Linked DNA regions of Mus musculus: region 1 is linked to region 2. The links are chromatin contacts, called in public Micro-C maps. All regions are on one chromosome and are shown on one strand. The core of a region is the stretch at or near the end of the contact, and the rest is flanking DNA. Distances in the headings are between cores, read along the strand shown.

The links. Hi-C and Micro-C count contacts between places; a contact is called where the count stands out from the background.
Region 1: a contact with region 2 is called in a Micro-C map of B cells, with 5 times the contacts expected there. The contact joins two enhancer-like sites. A contact is called at or near these places in 3 of 15 datasets of contacts at CTCF or cohesin (CD8 T cells, large pre-B cells and pro-B cells), 8 of 484 Hi-C or Micro-C datasets (B cells, the G1E-ER4 cell line, Th2 cells and 4 more) and 5 of 115 datasets of contacts at active chromatin or transcription factors (CD8 T cells, bone marrow-derived macrophages, effector CD8 T cells and 2 more).

The regions. Positions count from the first base shown.
Region 1 is chr11:86,833,969-86,839,075 of GRCm38.p6, forward strand. It overlaps Gm33742 (a long non-coding RNA gene), which reads right to left. Exons shown (of 5, transcript XR_001780285.2): 4 at 5,056-5,107. Among named protein-coding and RNA genes, the nearest start is that of Gm51288, 16 kb to the right of the region's middle. Within about 2 kb of position 2,638, at least 62 of the 459 cell types and tissues checked have an H3K27ac peak or open chromatin away from gene starts, as enhancers often do. A contact at or near this core is called in B cells and bone marrow-derived macrophages, where this site is marked.
Region 2 is chr11:86,733,348-86,737,829 of GRCm38.p6, forward strand. It overlaps Cltc (clathrin, heavy polypeptide (Hc)), which reads right to left. Exons shown (of 32, transcript NM_001003908.2): 2 at 3,724-3,931; 3 at 229-497. Among named protein-coding and RNA genes, the nearest start is that of Cltc, 22 kb to the right of the region's middle. Within about 2 kb of position 1,899, at least 18 of the 459 cell types and tissues checked have an H3K27ac peak or open chromatin away from gene starts, as enhancers often do. A contact at or near this core is called in B cells and bone marrow-derived macrophages, where this site is marked.

The sequences.
Region 1 (5,107 bases), core at 1,388-3,887, 100 kb after region 2:
ATGTTAATTTGTTTTGTTGTTGTTTTAGACAGAGCCTCATGTATCCCAGGCTGGGCCCAAACTTGCTATTATTGTAGGCAAGGACAGTGCCAGTTGAGGTGAAGTGCCCACATTACAAAGGGGAGGGGTCTGTTTTCAGGGCTGTTTCCTCTGTCAGGGGTCTGGATGAAACCACTGACCAGGCTGCGGAGCTCCAACAACCCTAGGTGCTGTTCTGTGGCCTCTCTCAGGGGCAGTGGAAGGAGATACGCTCAAGTGATTTCTGCCAAGCTAAGCAGATGGCGCTGTGCTCTGCCGTGGCTGCCAGAAGCTAGAACCCACTACGGGCTTAGGGCTCTATACAACACTTTACACTCTGCTCTTAGGCTCACGCTCACGAGGGTGGGGTGGCAGGGGTGAATAGAATAGTAAGAAAGTGTACAGGTGTACAGAAGCCAGGTGGTGGTGGTGCATGCCTTTAATCCCAGCACTTGGAAGGTAGAGGCAGGCAGATTTCTGAGTTTGAGGCCAGCCTGGTCTACAAAGTGAGTTCCAGGACAACCAGGGCTACACAGAGAAACCCTATCTCGGAAAAAAAAAAAAAAAAGTGTGCAGGAGCAAAGAGAAGGGCATTTGGAGAGTAAATGAGGGGGAACCAATGGAGGAAGGGGGAAGGAAGGAAAAAGGAGAGGCACGGTAGGTAATTTTAAAGTGCAACTGGAGGAAAAGGTTAAAGAGGATGTTTAAAGGTGACGCACACACAGTTTTTGGAGGTATGTTTTCACATACCCTAGGCTAGCATCGTAACCAGTCAAGCATGAGGATGGCCTTGACCCTTCTGACCCCCCTGACTTTATCCCCCAAAGTGCTGGGCATGTAGTCATGCCTTGCTTGTTACAACCTTTCTGCTATGCTAGGGATGGAGCCCAGGGCTTCATGCATGCTAGGCAAGCATTTTACTAATTGACCCCCAGCCCCAGCCCTTGGGTTTTCTTTCTAAGGGAAGGGTGAAGAAAAGGTTATATTCTCAAGCATTGTTGTTTATAAGATGTGACTCTTTGCATTATAAAAAGCAGTCTTATAAAGCTGCTGGCAGGGGTGGTGTCTAAGGCTCTGAGTCTAAGGCCAGCCTGGTTTACCGTAAAAGTTCCAGGACAGCCAGGGCTACACAGAGAAACCCTATCTTGAAAATCAAACCAACCAAACAAAAGTCGTCCATTCACGTGGTCAATGACCTAAGCTGAAACCTCAGTCATTACACAGGGATTAGTTTGCATGAGAAGGTGTTTGAGGAAGGTAGGGAGGCAGCAGAGAGAACTAGGATGGAGACAACAGCTGGCAACCTCATCCCATTAACACGATAAAAGGCTAGGTTCTTGTCCACGTAGCTAGAACCGTAAGGATGTTTTTGTGGTTGTTGAATGTCCTTTTCTGTGTCCATGCTGATTTTCCTTATTGCCTTGTTTCCCCAAGACAACCAAGTGACCTCGCCTGAGGATTGTTGTTACTCTGTGAAAACTGTTTATCTTTGGTAAGGGAACGCTCTGAGACCAGCTGTGGGCTGCCAACTACAGGGTATCAGGGCCATTTTTTTTCTCTTTTCTTTATTTGTGTGTGTCCGTGTGTGTAGGTGAGCACACATGCCTGTGAAAGCCAATGGTTGATATGTCATGTTTTTCCAGTCTCTCATGCTTTGTTATTTTGTTGTTGTTGTTTATTTGCACAGAATTCTATTACACAGAATCTCACGTAGCTCATACTGGCCTGGAACTCACAGTGTGGCTCAGAATGGCCTTGACTTTCTGATCCTGCTTGTCCTTCCTGAGAACTGGGGTGATAGAGCTACACCACCCCACCATTTTTCAAGGAATACTTGGGATAGGGCCTGCAGCTTGATGTAAACTAGGCAAGCACTCTACCAACAGCTTGAATTCCATCACCTTATTTGTTTAAAGATTTTATTTACTTTTATTGTATGTGTCTCAGTATCTATGCACCATGTGTGTGCAGTGCACCTGAAGGCCAGAATGGGGAGTCAGACCCCCTGAAACTGGAGTTAGGTATAGTTGTGAGCTGCCATTTGGGAATTAAACCTCGGTTCTCTGGAAGAGCAGCAAGAACTCTTACCCACTGAGTCATCTCTCCAGACCTGGCCACTTTGTTACAGTTACGTTTCAGGGTTGTTTGGTTGTTTTTGTTATTTTGTTTTGTTTTTGAGACAGGAATTCACTGTGTAGCCTTGGATAGCCTTGAATTCACTATGTAAGCCAGGCTGGCCTCACACTCTCAGAGATCCACCTGCCTTTGCCTCCTTAGCTGCCACTATATTCTTTGAGGCAGGGTCACTGGCCACTGAAGTTTCCAGATCTGCATGCAGGAGCGCCTGGATATTGCATTTAATGAAGACTTTACCAACAGAGCTATCTCCCCACCCCCAGGGCCATTCCCCCTCCACTTTCTCAGTCAGGTCCTAGGCTTGGAATTGTACAAAACCCAGGTGACAACGTATAACTAAATGTGGAAGAAGGAGGCTCTCCCTGTTTCTCTACAGTTGTTGAGCAACTCCTTAAGTTGCTGCTTCAGGAATGCTCTTGGCCTAATGGCAACACCCTTTCTACAATAGGGGCAGAGGTGAGAGGGAGCTACTGCCCTCCAGTGGCTCCTATGGTAACTACATCAGGGACTGCATTGCTCAGGCAGGGCCATCAGGAAAGACCAGGGTAGAACAGAGCAGAGGAAAGTAGATTTGACTAGCGAAAGAACTAGTAAGATTTCAGGCATTACTGCAAATGTGACCTAATAAACTCAGCTCTGTAAAGGACAGAAAAATTATAGATTATATGAGCTGTAGGTTTTCAATAATTACATACTTCCTTTATAGCCAGAGAAGGTATATGCAAAGTGTAAGTATTCATATTGCACTAACAGGAATCACAAAAGCTAGACACACTGGATAAGTAAGCCAGATGTGGTGTGTCACACTTGCAATCTCAGTGCTTACAAGGTGGAGGCAGGGGCATAGGGAATTCATGGATAGCCCTGGCTACATGGTGAATTTGAAGCCAACCTGAGCTACAATGAAACCCTGTCTCAAAAAGCAACCTGGGGCCAGAGGGATTGCTTGATGGTTAAGAATACTTGTCACATTGCAGAGGACCTAGATTCAGTTCCTAGCACCCACATGACACTAACAGCCATATGTAGCCCTGGTTCCAGGGGATCCAATGTCCCCTTAGGTCTCCATAGGTACTGCATCTGTGCAGTGTATAGACATACACACAGGCAAAACACTCCAGAAAATGAAATAAACTAATCTCTTGGCTGTTTAAAAAACAAGCAATCAAAAACTAGATGAGGTTACAAAAAATTAATCAATGTTATATAAAATTTAAAATTTTAAATTTAAATTGTGGGAGGATGTTAAAAAATTGAAATCTACGCCAAAGATAATAGTGCAACTGCTATGGCAAAAAAAAAATGGAAGTGCTTCAAAAATTAAGCATATGGTACAATATTGATAAAGCATTTCCACTCAAAAGTGCCTACTGACCACAATTGAGGTCAGGGACCTGACTAAATAATTATATCATTTTTGATGGTAACAACCAAAATGTAGGAACAACCCAAATGTCTACTGAGAGATGAATGGGTACAGAAAGTTTGTAAATACATACAACAGACATTATTCAGCTTATAAAAGAAGATTAAAAGGACATTGTCATTCATGGTACAACGTGAATGAGTCTCCTAGCCAGGACGAGCCAGTCACGTCATGGAGACAGAGAGTGGAACAGTCATGGCCAAAGAGAGCGAGCGAATGGTTCCTGTTTGCCAGGTACAGAAAATAGATTTGGTTTTGTTGTTTTGGTTTGGTTTTGTTCTGGAGATGGAACCTAGGTTTTTCTGCTTGGTAGCAATCACTGTGTCACCGAGTTGAACTCCCAACCAGAAATTGTGCTAGCATTCTAGAGCTAGGTGATTGTGATGGCTTTATGAGTTGTTAATGTTAAATGAATTCATCTTTTTTACAAAACCTCATTTGGACACATTGAAAACTAATCCCTGCATTCCTTTTGTTATGCAACTTTGTACATGTGCGTGTGTGTGTGTGTGTGTGTGCACGCGCGCACACACACACACACACAAATGCATTCCTTTCTTTTTTTTTAAAGATCTATTTATTTATTTTATGTATATGAGTACACTGTCGCTGTCTTCACACACACCAGAAGAAGGCATCAGATCCCATTACAGATGGTTGTGTGGTTATGTGTGGTTGCTGGGAATTGAACTCAGGACCTCTAGAAGAGCAGTCAGCGCTCTTAACTTCTGAGCCATCTCTCTAGCCCATACACAAATACTTTTCTAGATTACCAGGCTGGCTTCAAACTCACAGAAATCCTCCTGCCTCTCCCTCCTAAGTGCTGGGATTTAAAGCTACCACACTCAGACCATAACTCGGGGTTTTATTACTTTGCCTTAATCATGGACTAAATATATTTTTCTTGATAAAATTATTTTAAACTAATAAACTTGAAAGCCTTAAAGGCCATTAGACTGAGCACTTTGGATGGGGAGACATTGAGGCAGGAGGATCTCAGGATTGAGGCCAGTCTAAGATACTGTGTATATACCAAGTTCCAAACCATTCTGAGTTACAAATAGAAACTGACCGTGTGTGTGTGTGTGTGTGTGTGTGTGTGTGTGTGTGTGTATGTGTGTGTGTGTGTGTGTGTGTGTATCAGGGCTGGGGGGAGTTAGGGGATTTGACTCATGGTAAAAAAAAAAAAAAAAAAAAAAAAAAAACCTTGCCTGGATATGCAAGGTCCTGGGTTTGATCCCTAGCACCATGAAAACAAGAAACAATTCGAAAGTTTCAATCATGAAAGTGTGAGGTTATACAACAAAAGGAATGCAGGGATGAGTTTTCCATGTGTCCAGTGTTTTACAAAAAGGAAAATGCTTTTACAACACTTCAATATATTAAATTTCTGCATATAGAGCCAGACTACAAAATTAGGACTCAACCAAAATTAAAGATGAAATGGAAAATATTTGTAAAGGTTTCACACCTACCTGAAAATAGATGATTCTGAGGCCTAGAGTGACTGTTTCTGAGCTGGGCAGG
Region 2 (4,482 bases), core at 649-3,148:
CTACAGTGTACTTACATATAATAAATAAATCTTTTAAAAAAACACAAAAACTGGTAAGAGTACTCAAGTTTCACGTCAGGTTAAAGGTATAAGCCAACAATCACTAAAAACGAAAACCTTTCAAAATAAATCAAATTCAGTAACATTGGGTTTAAAGACCTAACTGAAGTGATATTGAACAAAACAGGGCTTTAGGCCACTTCTTCATCACAAACTAACGAGAATTACCTGTGCAGATATGCCAGTGAGAAGCAACCATTTCTGCTTTGCATCTGTACGGTAATTGATGATCTGGCATCCTGCGAGGCTAGAATGACGATCAAACATTTTCACTGGCTGAGACTCTCCTTCCATACTCCAGTGATAAACTGCATTATCCGTAACAAGAGCAACCGTATTCAAAGAGATCCATTTCCAGAAGGTGACATCATCAGTCATGGTATGGGCCTTCATTTTACTTTTCATTTCAATGTTAAATATCTGAAGAGTTTTGCCAGCTGAATAAAGAATTAAAGAATAATGAAAAAGAAGCAAAGTTTAAAATTAATACCTAGCTAACTATCCCTACGTTCCAAGTAATGTGGTTTTATCCTGGGACTAATAACTATATGAGTCACATTGCTAGAACTACAGCTGAGACCAAGCAAACCAATGTACACCTGCACCCTTAGGCAAAACTCTTTATTACCTCTAATGAACACAACGGCAATACTATAAACATGTGACTTCTACAGGATTCTACATCCAAAGTGAAAATAAGACTAAGGAAAAGCTTTCTTACTGATAAAAAACAGAGCTGTAACTTTCATTGCATACTTAGCTCACACATAAACTAAAGTAGCTGTATATACAAAAGACAAAGCCAATCTAATAGAAACACAAGGAGGAAATGTCCACTTTTTAAAATGCAGTCATCTCTCACCCAACTCGATTTTGTGGAAACTGCGTTTTGAAAAGAAGTTGTATGTCAACTTTGCTGGTCACCATAGTGCATGCTACATTTAACTGGTCTAAGATACAAAGGGAAAACAGAAGTGCTGGAGAAAGAAGAGGAAGACAGGGGGAGGGTGGTTTCCAATGCTGTTAATATACTGGAGTGAGAACAAAGTCCAAGCTTCATCCAGTTAAGACAGTAAGCGTTTAGTAAAAGTAGGGGAAATTCGCATTTAATGTTAAAAGTCCAGAGTCAGATGCAAGGGCTTATACTTGTCGTTTGAAATTTGTCACAGTCGGAAAGGTGATTTCACTGAAATCAACAGCAGTCAAAGCCCAGAGCCATGCCTAGGCTCTGAAGGATAATCCTCAGAAACTGAGGGTAACTCTGTTCCTGAGCCACGGAGAATCTGGCTCCTAAAGGACAAAAGCTGTCAGAGTGGGAGGGTGACAAGGGAGGTGGGAAACAGACAAAGCCTAAGAGCTTTGTACGGCAACCCATCGTACTAAACAACAAAGCCTTCTTCTATAAGACAGTGTATGACTCCCATCCCACACGGCTTATAAACCACAACCAGACTGGAGAAATTGTGAAAGTTATAGTCCTGTTTATAAAAAGAAGGCATGAAGTTTAAACTGGCTTCAGAGGGAAGCAGAATATTTAAAGAATTTGCTTTTCTTTACTGTATCCATCAACCTCTAAATAACTAGACTTTTATTCTGTTTTACATGAAGGGGGCTAGACTATGTGTAAGCGTCTGGGGAAGGAACAAGGGATAATAGCTATGAAGTAGACAGATAGACACAAAGTATAACACACTATTTTGCAAAGCTATAAATTTTTTAAATCATTCTTTTTATAGAACAGGACAATGACTAACACAATCTAATTTAAGGTAACTCACCATCTGCACACATAAGAAAGCATTAAGAAATGTGATAAGATAACAGTAACATTAAAAATAGAAAAGAACTTGGCAAAATTCAACTGATGGCCTTTAAAAAGAGAAGTGTGATGTATGCAAAGCACTCGAATTCAAATTATTTAAGGAGGTCGACAGACATTTTAATACTTTAAAACGTAATATACTTTTAGGTAAAAGCAAAATGTATACTATCCCAAAATATCTGGTCATAGGTAAAAGGTGAAATATCCTTTCTGAAGATGAGATCAATTCTGCCTGACATAAATTCTGATGTTATGTTGACTAGGTTATTCTTAGCTCCCAACCTGCCAGTAAGATACTCCAAAATGTTCCAAAACCTGTACCACGAAACTAGAAAGTTCAGGCTTCTAATCTTTGACTTTCAGGTTAGTTAGTGATGCTCACGAACAAAATCTATGCAGAGATTCCAAATCTAAGTCTGTGAACTGTGCAGCAGGGAAGGAAAGGCATTTGCTGACAAGCCAGCCCCACATGATGGGAGGTGAACGGACTTCCCTGAGTTTCCTTCACATGTATGTCCCCCCACATAGATAGACAAAATAACAAACAGAATGTTCTAAAAAGAATTCTAAAAATCTCCTCAAAGCAAAAAAAACTCTCAATACTTCTAGACCCAAACTATTCAATTAAGAATTATTCAAGATGTATTTTTAAAGATTAAATGGGCTGAGCATGGTGGTGTATGTCTCTGATCCCAGCACTAGGGAGGCAGAGGCAGGTGATCTTTGTGAATTTGAAGCTAACCTGCTCTAATAGCAAGATCAGGACAGCGGGGGCAACAAAACGAGTGACCCTGTGTCACCAAAACAAAACTATACACCAAAATCAGGCCCCCAGTTTGAATGACGTGAAGAAAAGACAGGTTGAAAAGCTCAGTGCCTCTAATTCATCCACACTTTATAAATTACCAGGAAACTGAATTCTCTTTCTTATTATCAAGAAAAACAAAGGCTGAGATATAGCCCAGTACCAACCCTCTGCCCACTTGCCTAGCATGTGTGCAGCATTGGATCCAATCCCTAATTAAAGCACAAAGGAAAAGGAGGCAGTTTTAAATGCTACTTCAAAGGTCTAGCAGTTTGCACCTAGACTTCTTAGTCTTAGTAACTTCTAGTTTTCTATTGTACCTTCATTCTAAAGTTCAAAGGAAAAGAAGATAGGTTCTCAGATAAAATGAGATTGTTTAACTCTATTTAGATTGATCCGCAGCATTGCTCCCTGTGGAAACTAGTTAGTTTGGCTGGGCCTGGCTGCCCACCCCTACGATCTCAGCTACTCAAATTCTCTTAGGTAAGAGAATTCTAGTTCAAAGCCAGCCTGGGCAACAAAGTAAGACTCAACTAAAATGATGATGATGGTGATGAATTTTAAAAACCGTGTGCAGTTATTCTCCCCAACTCTCTCTAACAAGTTTAAATTCAAGCCACTTTTAGCACTTGATGATCTAAGTGAAAAGAAGCCTAAACTATAAAAAAGGCATAGAATGGAGAAGCTGATTGTTACAGTAACCACTGAAATGTTTAGGTCCTAATATTGTTATGACTTATTACAGAATACTACTTTCATTCCCCTATACAGAAATGCTTTTAGCCTTTTATCATGTCAGATATAAAATGTATATATCGTAAAACTTACAATTATTTCAAGTATATCTATTCTACAACATTTCAGAGAAACATTCAAGGTTAAAATTACAAACACTAACTCAAGTTCAGAATTAATTTCAACTTTGCAGATCTAATTAAATTTATTCAACATATAACAGAAAAAGTACAAGTCAGTAATTTTATTTGCATACAACACACATAAGAATTTCAAGAAAAACATTCACAATCCTTTATACCTTTCAGTGCAATCACTTTGCTGGCAGGATTCATGATGGCACTGTCTGCTGAGATTGGTCTTCGAATTGGATTACTTGGATCATTCATATCAATGATTACCACCTGGGCCTGCTCTCCCACTTTTTCTCTAATGCAGATGAATTTGTCTGACTCCATAGTCAAGGTACTGAAGCCAATGTTTGCTGGGTTGATACCCAGGTTCTGGAGCTAGAAAAAAAAATATAGACCATGTTACCAAACCTGGAAGTAAAATTTGACATTCATATATTATCATTATAAATCCTAATTTAACTATCCATGCCAAACCAATAGTGACAATAATGAAAAAGTAAATAGATCTTCTTAAAAAACGTGACATTCCGCTGCTGTAGTGTAACTTACAACTACAGAGGTCAGAGGTGAAGGTAAGAACACAGCAACTTCTGAGGGCTGGCATTTATGAGTCACGGGATTTATAATCACTGTTTCTTGCTGAGTTTTTAGATCTTTGAACCGTTGAACTTACTCTCTCTTACCCTCACTAACACTTAACACAATTATTTATCCACTTCATTAGGCCTCAGGGATCTGTAGTTTAAGCTAAAGTAATATTTTAAAAAGGAGTAAAAGATTTAAAAGGTCAGAATTCTTGGAGGAACAGACTACTACCCTGAGCAGACAAAGTTCCACACCTGTGCAGAGTCAGAACCAGCCCTATGGGCGGGGCTCTATCAGACGCCTCCGAAGCTGGGCGGAGCCAGTCTAGAGAACTCTCTCCA